2 separate regions of the Bicyclus anynana genome follow, and region 1 is linked to region 2. Evidence: chromatin contacts called from public Hi-C data. All regions are on one chromosome and are shown on one strand. The core of a region is the stretch at or near the end of the contact, and the rest is flanking DNA. Distances in the headings are between cores, read along the strand shown. Region 1 holds the start of LOC112046742 (phosphorylated adapter RNA export protein). Region 2 holds the start of LOC112046760.

Evidence for each region. Hi-C and Micro-C count contacts between places; a contact is called where the count stands out from the background.
Region 1: a Hi-C map of whole body shows a contact between it and region 2, with 4 times the contacts expected there. The contact joins the promoter of LOC112046742 here to the promoter of LOC112046760 in region 2. A contact is called at or near these places in 2 of 2 Hi-C or Micro-C datasets (whole body and whole larva).

Annotation. Positions count from the first base shown.
Region 1 is chr20:6,319,180-6,324,955 of ilBicAnyn1.1, forward strand. LOC112046742 (phosphorylated adapter RNA export protein) reads left to right here and starts at 1,713. Exons shown (of 6, transcript XM_024083508.2): 1 at 1,713-1,915; 2 at 2,111-2,368; 3 at 2,613-2,964; 4 at 4,245-4,336; 5 at 4,695-4,878; 6 at 5,500-5,776. The coding sequence starts at 1,853. The coding sequence ends at 5,759.
Region 2 is chr20:5,974,981-5,980,883 of ilBicAnyn1.1, forward strand. LOC112046760 reads right to left here and starts at 3,770. Exons shown (of 1, transcript XM_024083534.2): 1 at 3,211-3,770. The coding sequence starts at 3,642. The coding sequence ends at 3,268. It overlaps LOC112046755 (inhibitor of Bruton tyrosine kinase), which reads left to right. Exons shown (of 15, transcript XM_024083526.2): 14 at 37-1,266; 15 at 1,652-1,892. The coding sequence ends at 1,783. It overlaps LOC112046759, which reads left to right and starts at 5,735. Exons shown (of 1, transcript XM_052887746.1): 1 at 5,735-5,903.

The sequences.
Region 1 (5,776 bases), core at 463-2,962, 340 kb after region 2:
ATCACGGAAATGTTCTCCTTAAAATTATCTATAAAAACACAACAGCATATATATGTCTATCTTTTATGGTTGACTTACAATAACACGTGTAACTCCCGATAGCTTAGCAGTTCGGAGCTTTCTAATTACATTTGTCTACTCTTATGTTTATAACACTCAGCACTCATCCCTAACTAAAAAAGTTAACATTATTACCTATTCAATAAAAAAAGAATCATAAAAATCGGTAAAGAAACACCAAAGTTATACAAGAAATACGCTAAGCCATCGCGCGTGAATACTAATTCATGCTTTAAGGATTATTTTTGTGTAACGGTTGCCGCGCTCGATGCGACTCGCGGGGGGGGGGGGGGGGGGGGATGGAGGGAGTAAATAAATAAGTGCAGCCTTAATGAGTAGGGTAGGGGTAGGGTAGGGGTAGGGTAGGGGTAGGGTAGGGGTAGGGTAGGAGTAGGGTAGGGTAGGGGTAGGGTAGGGTAGGGGTAGGGTAGGGGTAGGGTTAGGATAGGGTAGGGTAGGATAGGGGTAGTAGAAAGTTTACAACGACTTTCACGCGGACGAAGTCGCGGGCGTCCGCTAGTACTTATTAAGTATAAGTAAGGTCTTTGGTTATGTGTAATCTACTATATAAAAATAAGTCGGGTTTTCCTTCCTGACGCTATAACTCCAGAACGCACGAACCTATTTCCACGGTTTTGCATTCGTTGGAAAGGTCTCGGGCTCCGTGAGGTTTATAGCAAAGAAAATTCAGGAAAAATTTCAACATAGGGTAGGGGTAGGGTAGGGGTAGGATAGAGGTAGTTGAAAGAGTCACGCGGACGAAGTCGCGGGCGTCCGCTAGTATATTTTAAGAATTTAGATGAATATTAAGTTCTTTTACTTGATTGGCTGCGCAGGTTCTCTGTGCTCTGTAGGATCATATTCACCCAAAGGTGGTATTTCAGGAGGTAGGCGAGCATATCTAACGTCGACAATAGAGTCACGGTTGTATGCATGAAATGAAATACCAGAAGTTGCTTCGAAGGCAGCCCTGATTTAAAGTTTTCAATTATTAATGTAATAATTCTAATTATTTTTACGATTACCTAGCTTTTTGAAACATTGAAAATTATGACAAAATACAAAAATAAATAAATAATTACGAGTTCTTACATTCAAAATCAAAATTTAAAACGTTCGCCAAAGAGTTAGACTGGACATCATAGATGATACATTATATATTGAGCTGGACATTATTATCTATGGTATGAATGATGTTATAGGTCGTATAGGTATAGTGTATTATCTATGGAGAGGGATGTGGATACGCAGTGGTTATGTGGTTTTACTCTTTGGTAGATATATTAATTTACTCTTTGTAGATTCCACAGATCATTAAAATATAATGGAAAAGTATAGTGTATCATCTATGGTGGATACTATATAATCTGTGTTTATATCACAGATTAATGATAAAAGTCATGATTAAGTGAATGTCAATATCCTTTGACTGAAAACACTGAAAACGGCACTTTATCAGTGCTATCTACTCCGTTCACGGCAACGGTATTACGAATCTTTATAAGAACTTAAAATCAAAATTCATTATGTCTGGATCTCAGACGAATTATATAATTACTTTATGGTCTAGATCAGTTGACATGTGGAGCAATAAACCAACAACAAACCAAGTAGAATCTGTATTTTTGTGTCTTATGTCAAGTTGTCATAAATGACAGCTGCCTTAAAACCTCAATTTGACGTCTGTGCGTAAAACTAAAACCAGCGACGGCAAATCAAGGCGGAATTATTGTATTTTTGTAAAACACTCATATGTGCAATTATTATTCAACTCTGAATACTTTCGGCAAGTATGATGTCAACCACAGAAGGAGAACTGGATGTCGAGGTGTCCCATGAACTAGAAGATGGCGAGGTGAGGCCGTTAAGTTTGACACTACATCACTGTTATAACTCTTCCATAAAAGTGATTTTAATCAAATATTGCATTACTAGCGTTTATCAACTGTTCAGTAACTAAATAATGCGCATATCTGGATATTGTATATTGTTAACAGTGGTTTTTCTACCCCAGAAAACAGTCGATTAAAGTGCAATGACTTTGTTACAGTTAGAGGATTCCGACGTAGAAGAGGGCACGTACATCCCGCTCACGCGTCCAGAAACCTTTAACCCGCCGTCGCTAGTGAACATGCAAATACAGGACGAGCAGAGTGACGAAGACACTGGGTTGGAGTCGTCGGGCTCGGAGTCGGATGACGACTTTCGTAGACGCCCGAAGCGCACTAAATTGAGACCGAAACGCCCGCAACCATCTGCGCAGCCAGACAAGAAAGAAAAATATAATGTTTGGTGTAAAGCGTTACAGGTAAGAGAAACTCCTCTCTAAAATTTTCCCTATTTTGGCTTGAAAATACTATGAAAATTGTATGTACATTATACATTTGTTCAAAACTGGCAAAAGTATGTAACAATGTTGTTTTTTTCTCCTAAATTTGTATGTGAGTATTTGTTGATATAGTACACAAAAATATAATATAATTGTATACAAATACTATGTCTTCGTTGTTGTAAACATTTTGCAATTGATGGTAGTAAATGTTGTTTTCCAGGAGGAACTGCTTACTGAAGATATGGTAAGCTGTGATGTAACAAAGAAAGGTAGATATGGTGTTGAATCTTATGACTACACTATTAAGTATAGGCTAGACGATAACTATGTTTCTAAGAAAATATTTACAAATAATCATGAATACAAACAAAATAAAACAAACAAGAGGAGTTATTCGGACAGATCTAACAACAAGTTCAGGCAAGGTAAAAAGATCAATAGCGAACATCCTCCTGATGAAAAGCAAAGACCAAGAAACTTACTGGATCTCGCAGTGACTTCAGACCAACCGCCAGAGCTGGTGGCACAAGATATAGCTGAAAAGTTGCGTGAGGATAAGACGGAATTACTTGGTAAGTATAGTAATGTGTGTGGTTTTACAGCCCTGTACCCCAGGGAGAGCATGTTAAACCATTAGTTGTTGTTGCTGTAGCGCAGGGTTATTATTGCACCAGGGTGCTCTGTGAGCTAGAGACGCCTCTACTCATTGCAGGGCCAGGTCAGATCTGAAGCCTAAACCCACCACAGTTTTGATACTAGTTAACTGTCTGTGGTTAATCAAGTTTAACATTTTAAGAATTTAAATTTTTTTCAGCACCCATCATATAATATACATTTTATTGACTTTTATCAAAGTCAATTGATTTTTTAATATTTTTCAAAGTCATGGGGGTTGTTGCACAATTAAATAAAATACTCAAAACAGTCTTTAAGTTTAAGCAAAAACCAAAGTGACAAAATTAGCATTTATTGTAATTGGTGAAATTTCATATTAGATATATTTTTCATTGCTTATTCCCCCATTTTATTTGACGAATAGCCACTCCTAACATCTGCCCAGATATACTGGGCCTTAGGGTTAATCCACCACTGACTTTAGCTTTTTTTACAGTGCATGTAAATCAAAATGAATAATATTTTATTTTTTAATTTTTGCTAAATATTAATGCACTCTGCTTCTATTGACTGTAGTGTGATATTACAAACTGAATCTATATAACTTCTCTAGATAAATGGATGAACAGAAAAACATAATTTAAATAATTTAGATTCAATGTCCCGAGATTAGTGCTGTCAACCAAATAAACAAACTCTTCATTTTTATTTAACTAACTAGCGGACCTGGTCAAGCTTCATTTTGACTCATGTGCACTTACTCCAACCCTACCCCTACCTTACCCCTACCCTTCTACCCTACCCAACTCTATCCCTACCATACCTAGATAGGCAGGTAGGGGTAGCCCTACCCTAAGAAAAACCTACCCCTCTTATTAAGTATTATTACAAACCATTTGTATGGGAGTATAGAAAAGTGTTGATTTTAGACTTTTTTTTATATTTGTAATTCTTTTATAACAAAGCAAAAATCATCCAATTTCGTATAGTCAATCGAAAGTTATGAGCGCACATACATTTCTAAGATCCATATATATATATATAGATAAATGGTTTCTTGTTTTGTCCCTAATTTTTTTATTTAGTTACTCAAAAACTGGATTTAGTAAGTTCACAGAGAGTAATTAAATGATAAGTGTTTTATGTTCACTTGAAATTTAATACATAGAATGTTTAGTATTTAATAAAATATCTGATAATAAAACAATTAATACATTTATGTTGTATTTATTTTCAGCTAGGATAGTACAAGTAACTGGAACAAATAAAGCTATGGCAATTTATAAGGAAACCCAGAGAATTGAAAATGATGGTGGAATGCTTGTTATGGTAATTTTTTAATCATTTATGGCTCTTATGCTACATTTTATTGAATTTAGAATTTACTACTTTATTAAGTCAGTTCTCGCAGTAAACTGTTTTCAATTAATAATAATATATTGATTGCAAAATTATGCATGGTAATATTATTTTGTCTTGGGTTTAAATTAGACATGCAATAGTTAACATAAAATTTAACCATTTGCGTTGTTACTTGTTATCTCCTGTAAATCCATCATCACATCATCGGAGAGCCATATACCTTTTCTTTGGACTTCCAAAAACCACAGTACTAAGCCACCTGCATACTTTAGTAACCATCTATGTAAAGTCAATATTGATCAATTTTGTTATTCAATAATTTCAGAATGGTACTCGCCGACGCACGTCAGGCGGTATATTTTTCTTCTTACTGAAACGCGACGACGAAGTGTCGCAAGTTATGATCAATGATATATTCAATGAGGATCGTCTGAACAATCGCAAGATAAAGAAGACTCGTACAAAGAACCGACAGAAAGTCATGGAACAATTAAAACAGAGCCTCACAGGTAATTCTACCAATCACACTAATATTATAAAGTTTGTATGTATGTTTGTTACTCTTTCATGCTGCAACACCTGAACTGATTTGGCTGATATTTGGATAGAGACATGCTATACTGTGATGGATCTATGAAAACTGAAGTTGCAGGCTTCTTCTAGTAATGTATTATATAAAAGTACCTGTGTTTGGGTGTTTAGCTTAACATATTTGAATGAAGTTTCACACATTATGTGTTAATTCAGGATGTTACACACATTTACATCATTACATAGAAGTAGGACAAATTAATCATTTATATAGATTTATTTGTCCTACTTCTATAAGTGGTCTTTTATTTATTTATTTTATTAAACAACTTTAATGCATATACAAAAATATTGTGTAACTATGTTATGATATATCCTTAAGAGGTTCAATAGCTCAACGGTAAGAGCGGTCGGATTCATCACCGAGGGGTGGTTTTTTGATCCCCGCCCCATTCATCATTTACTCTATTATCTATACCCACTCCTAATACAGTCTTTCCAGACTAGTTCGAGGGGAATGAGAATATTGGTCATATTAAAAAAAAATATGGCAAATATTCTTTTTTTACAAAAAAAAATCAGAAATATATGTATAACAGATTCAGAGCTGCCTTCGCTATTGTCGCGGAGTGAGGCGACAGTCCAGTCCGAGCACGGCTCCAACCCGCCGCCGTCACCGGCGACCGACGCGCGCGACTGCTCCAGCGACACTGACGCGCAGTCGCATACGGAGCTGCCCCCCTCCCCGCCGCGCCCGCACTCCCCTCTCCCCGACCGAACGGAAACGCGCGACGTGCAAAACTACGATGATGACGATTTCTTAGAAGTCATGAACAATGAAGATATGGACCTTTTCTGAATACATGCGAGTTATCC
Region 2 (5,903 bases), core at 2,520-5,019:
GAATAAATAACCTGAACCTTTTTTTCTTTCTTTTAGAGTAAACTGCTGTCAAAAGTTACTCTACCGATCAATCATGGAATTCTGCTGCCGATTATAAATTTTCTGTATAACGACACCTGTCCAGAAGTAGAAAACTCTAACAGTATTGACTTTATTTATAGCATGCTTATTGTTTCTGACCAATTATTTATCAGTCGCCTGCGAGAAATGTGCGAGATCGCACTCGCAAATCTGATAACCTTGAAAAACTGCACAGAACTTTGTCAATTCGCTCACACGTACAACGCCTCACAGCTGAAGCAAAGTTGCATGGAATTTATATCTCTCAACATAAGCAGCATTCTCGAAAATAGATCATTAGATTTACTCGAAGACTCCTTATTGGAAGACATATCCAAATACTACTGTAAATTCAACCCCATTATGTCGTCGCGCATTATAACTCCATTCTACAATTCGCCATCTGACGAAACTATTGAAGAGTGTGCTAAACTGGTGCCATTAGATTTGGATGTTGTTGATGAAGATTTCAAAAAAGATGACAGCATTGTCGAAGTGAAAAAGAGTAAAAAACAGAAAAAGATTGAATATACTGAAAACGAGAAAGCTAGAATGCGATACGAATCTGTTAGCTCAGTTACGTCGTTAGATCTTTCAAATGACACATCAGGAGTCGTGACGTTGTCTCTTCGTTCGATTTCCAAGGACGAAGAGAAGAATACCAGACAAACAGAGAAGTACACAGAAGTGCCAACTTCTCAGCAGAAACAGCCAAAAATTGTTCAAAGGCTGAGGGGTATTTCTCTTGCTCAAGAAATTGTTACAAATGAAACTGCAGTAAATTCATTCACGAAACTGACTAAGAATAACTCTTTCGGAGCCAATCAAGAGAGTTCTACTCCATCTACATCACGAATGTCAGTTTCTCCTAAAGATACGCCACCTGGACCCTTTTCTGAAAATGGCAGAGGCCAAGGCAATCTAATCATTAACCATGTTGGACCAAAACTTTCTCAAAAACAAAGAAAGAAATTAGCTTTAGAAAACGAGCAGTCTCCTCAGACTGTAGATAATTTCATCAATAAAATGACTATTGGTAGTCCTCCAGATAAACCTAAAAATCCTTGGAAAATTTGTGAAGCACCGGTAGCCAGTAGTAGCCCTAATAAGGCGAATTCTATGGAATTCAATAAAATTTTACAAGACCAGAAGAAACAGAAGGATGATTCTTCTAGAATTATGACTAAACCTCTTGCTTTGACGCAGGTTAGTTAAATTTTAAATTTAACATTTTATGCAATTGGCTAGTAAAAACCTGATTTTAAATCAGTTAAATGTTTACTCAAAATATTTGTAACAGTTTTCTCTAATGCTCTGAGCTGATTTTAGTGACATGAAACCTATTGTCTGTATGTTGAAATCGACTTACACCACACCACTCATATGTTTTGTTTTTTTTTTAATTTCGCTTACTAGTTTTATTACTCATAATGATGTTTTGTGGCAGATTTTTGAAAATATTTAATAATAGCTGACAACCCGCGGTTTCATCCGCGTAGTTTCACTGGCAATAGAATTTAGCCTATTTGATTTAGCCACACAATAAAATATTTCCTGTTTATAATATTTATAAATAAATTATTTTTTTTAGCTGGAAGATAAAGCCATAGAGGAATTGGAAAGATTTTACAATGTACATGAGATAGATGACGAGTTTATAACAGTGAGACGCATAGAGCTGCGTGTGTCTTCGCCACAATGGATACACACTGCCACTAGGTGATAATAAGTGTACTATTTTTACAAATTAATAATAATTATTTTATTTAGTATGAATAATATTGTGATGAAATTGATATTTTAAATAATAATATATGTTATATGTGACTGTCTTGTGTAGTTTTATTTATCTATATAGGCAAACCATGATGGCTAAGGCCTGGCTCCCATTATCAGCATCATAAAGGAAATCCTTTGGCATCTTCATATGCCAGCTCACACTGTCGGTAACAATGCCTTAGCATACTGCAACATCCTTATGGATGTCAAAACCAGACAAGCAAAACCGTATATTCCATGTTTCCATATTTGGAATAAAATGAAAAATATTAGTTCCAAAATTCATCTATACTAATATTGTAAAGAGGAAAGGTTTCATTGTTTGTTTGCATTGAATAGGCTCTGAAACTGAACCAATTTGAAAAATTCTTTCACTGTTAAGAAAATATCCCTGGGTGCTACAGGCTATATAATTATCCTCATATACCTACTGGTACAGGAACTACACACGTGAAATACTGTCCAACCAAGGACGTCTAAGATATATTTATGTCTAATCATTTAAGTAGCTTCAAAAGGACTTAATAATAAAATTCAAGAAACCTCAATAGCACAACAATAAAGAGGCCAAGTTCAACACCAAAGATTACAGTGTATTATTGGAAAGGTTGTGGTTTGATACTGAAGTATTGTCTGATCCTGACTAACCTGATCTACTAATGCTTTATACTAGCCACTCACCAATAAGTTCACTTGCATGTGCATGACATGCAGATCCCGACCAACACACAATCAGTTTTACAGGATGTCCTGCCTTTAGTGCTTCAGGCACGTGAACTTATTGGATGGCATAACAGTATTTCCAGACTAGTTGGAGGTGAAAGTGAAAATTGGTCATTCTTAAAGTCAGCCATTGATGATCTAGTAATCTCAGCTAACAGCATGAACTGATTGTGTGGTGGTGACTGACTGGTCGCAATGTGCATGACGGCTCGACTCGACACAAAAAATATATTTTTATTCTTATGTTTCACAAGTTTGTAGCAGTTCTGCAAAATCGTACCGTGTGTTGTAAGATGTGGAATTTTCCTGATTTTCCTGATCTGATAGTGAGTTAAGCCCACTCTTAACCTACTAATCCAAATCAGCATGATGAGTCTTAGCTCCAATCATCTTTCTAATTAGGAGAGAAGCTTGGCCAAAAATGACACAATTTTGTTGTTGAATTTGGCTACAATACAATACATTTACTTAAGGACTTGAGTAATTGGTTTGAGTCCATAATACATATGGTACACAATATAAATAATGTTTTATAATAAATTGAACTACTTACATGGTTAAAACATACAACTGGTAGAATTGGATTACTATGTTCAATCGACATGACATATTAGTTAACTTAATAAATTTAAAAATAAAACCATTGCATTACCATCATTCTCTAATAATAATTTATTTACACTATTTAAAATAAAAGCTACATGTTTACACTTTGGGAGGGAAGGATTTTAAAAGTTGATTCAATTGTCTATGTGTCAAATTCTTTTCACCAGGAACAAGAATACCTTTCCTGCCTTGTTCTCTCTGGAGCTTGGCACGTTCGTTGTAATCTTTATAACAAGATTGAAATGATGACACCTCTTTCAAGCACTGTTGCTGATCGAACTCTGCTTTTTTGAAGCAAGCAAACATAACTGCCATTTCTTGCATACAAGCGGCCTCTTTGACTTTATCTCCTTTACCAGACACGGTCTTCTTCAGTCGAAGAGGTAAAAGCATTTGAAAAGGAACAGGTTCTCGTTGAGGCCTTCTTGCGTTTTTGCTTGAAGGCGCCGTAAAAAGAACAGGATTTAATCTCATTTTTATATGCAAATCAATAATACTTTTAATATTGAAATTAGTGTTTAATTTTGATTGCTAATTTTCAGTTTTCTAAGTTGTTTGTTTTTAGGTTACATTAGATGACAATTGACAATTGACATGACACTGCACTGACGTTTGATTTGACATAAAGTTTTGACGTTGAGACTTTTTTATTTATTAACTGGCTTTACGGCTCTGGGTAATTGTTATTTTGAGAATGTTGAAACACTGTTGACATTTTCGGTTGACCACCGACATTATTATTTTCCCCGTTTTGGCCACATTTTTGATCGGTGCTTTGCTCCTATTGGTCGTAGCGTGATGTTATGTAGCTTATAGCCTTCCTCGATAAACGGGCTTTTCAACACAAAAAGAATTTTTCAATTCTAACCATTACTTTGTCAGTAGGTAAGGCAAAAGTACGAAATTGCCTATAACGGGCGAGCAAATGTTGTTTGATGACGTCACGGTGTTAAACGCGAGCTGATCACTACGCACTCACTTTAAAATTCTATATCTCGGGAATTAATTAACGTATCGAAATAATTCTTTCACGAGTATTTTTTGTTTTCAACGGAGAATACAGAATGCTAACATTTAAAAACAGTTAACATTATTCATTGTGGGAAAAATTACTTAATGTCATTCAGTCGCTTATTAAACAACGAACGATAAGCTAAATTCGGATCACTTTTTGCGGTGAATTTTTATGGATGGAACCTATCTAACAGTATAGAATTATCATTGACTGTAGCAGGTCAAATAGTTCTATACATTGAATTTTATATTTTGTAAATTTTAGTTGTAGGCTACTTGCCTCTTTTGTAAACTGAATTATGGAAGTATTATAAGCTATATTTTATTTTGCTCCGTCAATAATAACCAGTTAAATCTATGCAAAAAATCTTCTTAGTTTTCTACAGCAGGCGAGTAGCCTAATAGGCTACTAGGCTACTCGCCTGCTGTAGAAAACTAAGAAGATTTTTTGCATAGAGGCAGATAAGATCCTTAGAAACTCTAATCACATTTTTACTCATCGATACTGAAGCCAAAAATATTAGTTTTTGTCTGTCTGTCTGAATTTTTGTTGACCGGGCATCACACTAAAACTACTTAATGAATTCAAATGAAATTTGGCATGATTTCATACGAAAAATATTATAAGATACACTTTTTGTTACAAAAAATGAATCAGAAGGGGGAATTTTATTATTTCACTAGCTGACGCCGCGCGGTTTTACCCTCGTGGTTCCCGTTCCTGTAGGAATACGGTGATAATATATAGCTTATAGCCTTCCTCGACAAATGGGCTATCTAACAAACAAAGAATTGTTTAAATCGGACCAGTACTTCTGGAGATTAGCGAGTTCAATCAAACAAACAAACTCTTCAGCTTTATAATATTAGTAAACATTAAGTACATTTGTAAAAATTTCCTTCATTTTTTCTCATCAATCAAAATGTCCCTATTTGTTTATTGAGTCTATAGATTAGTAGGTACTTATCCAAAATAATAAGTAGGTTTTTATTGATTCAAATAAAAGACAATAACTTTAATAATAAATCATAAAGATTTAATCTTGCGGCGTTAAGCTTACAAATTGCTATTGTAAAAGTGCCATTAGACAAAATATTATTATTTTAAGCTATTTAGATTACATTTTAAATTACAGTAGGAAGTTGGTACCTACACTTACCCACGTAGTAAAAATATCTACTTACTTATGTTATTGAACACAAACAGCAAGCATTACATAGTGATTTTTATCAAAATTGAAGCAGCCCATCCTATTTTGATAAGGATACCTACGGAATAATGTAAAAAAATTCGAAGATCTACATTCTACATATTCAGCATGTTTGGTTACCTTTTGGATTTAACCCTCCACTGCATCAAAGACTTCAGGTGGAAGCCGCGCATGTGGTTTCATACACTGTCACTCACTCATAAAAATAGGCTACTTATAAAAATAGGATACCTATACCTAACAATGAATAGGTAAACGGGAGACCGGGCAATAGTCAGTACCTACCTAAAGAAATTATGTTGAAAAAATCGTTTCGCATAATTTCAGGGTAAAGAGGATAACTAGTAGATTAAAATAAGAAGCGTGATAGCCCAGTGGATATGACCACTGCCTCAGATTCCGGAGGGTGTGGGTTCGAATCCGGTCGGGGCATGCACCTCCAACTTTTCAGTTGTGTGCATTTTAAGAAATTAAATATCACGTGTCTCAATCGGTGAAGGAAAACATCGT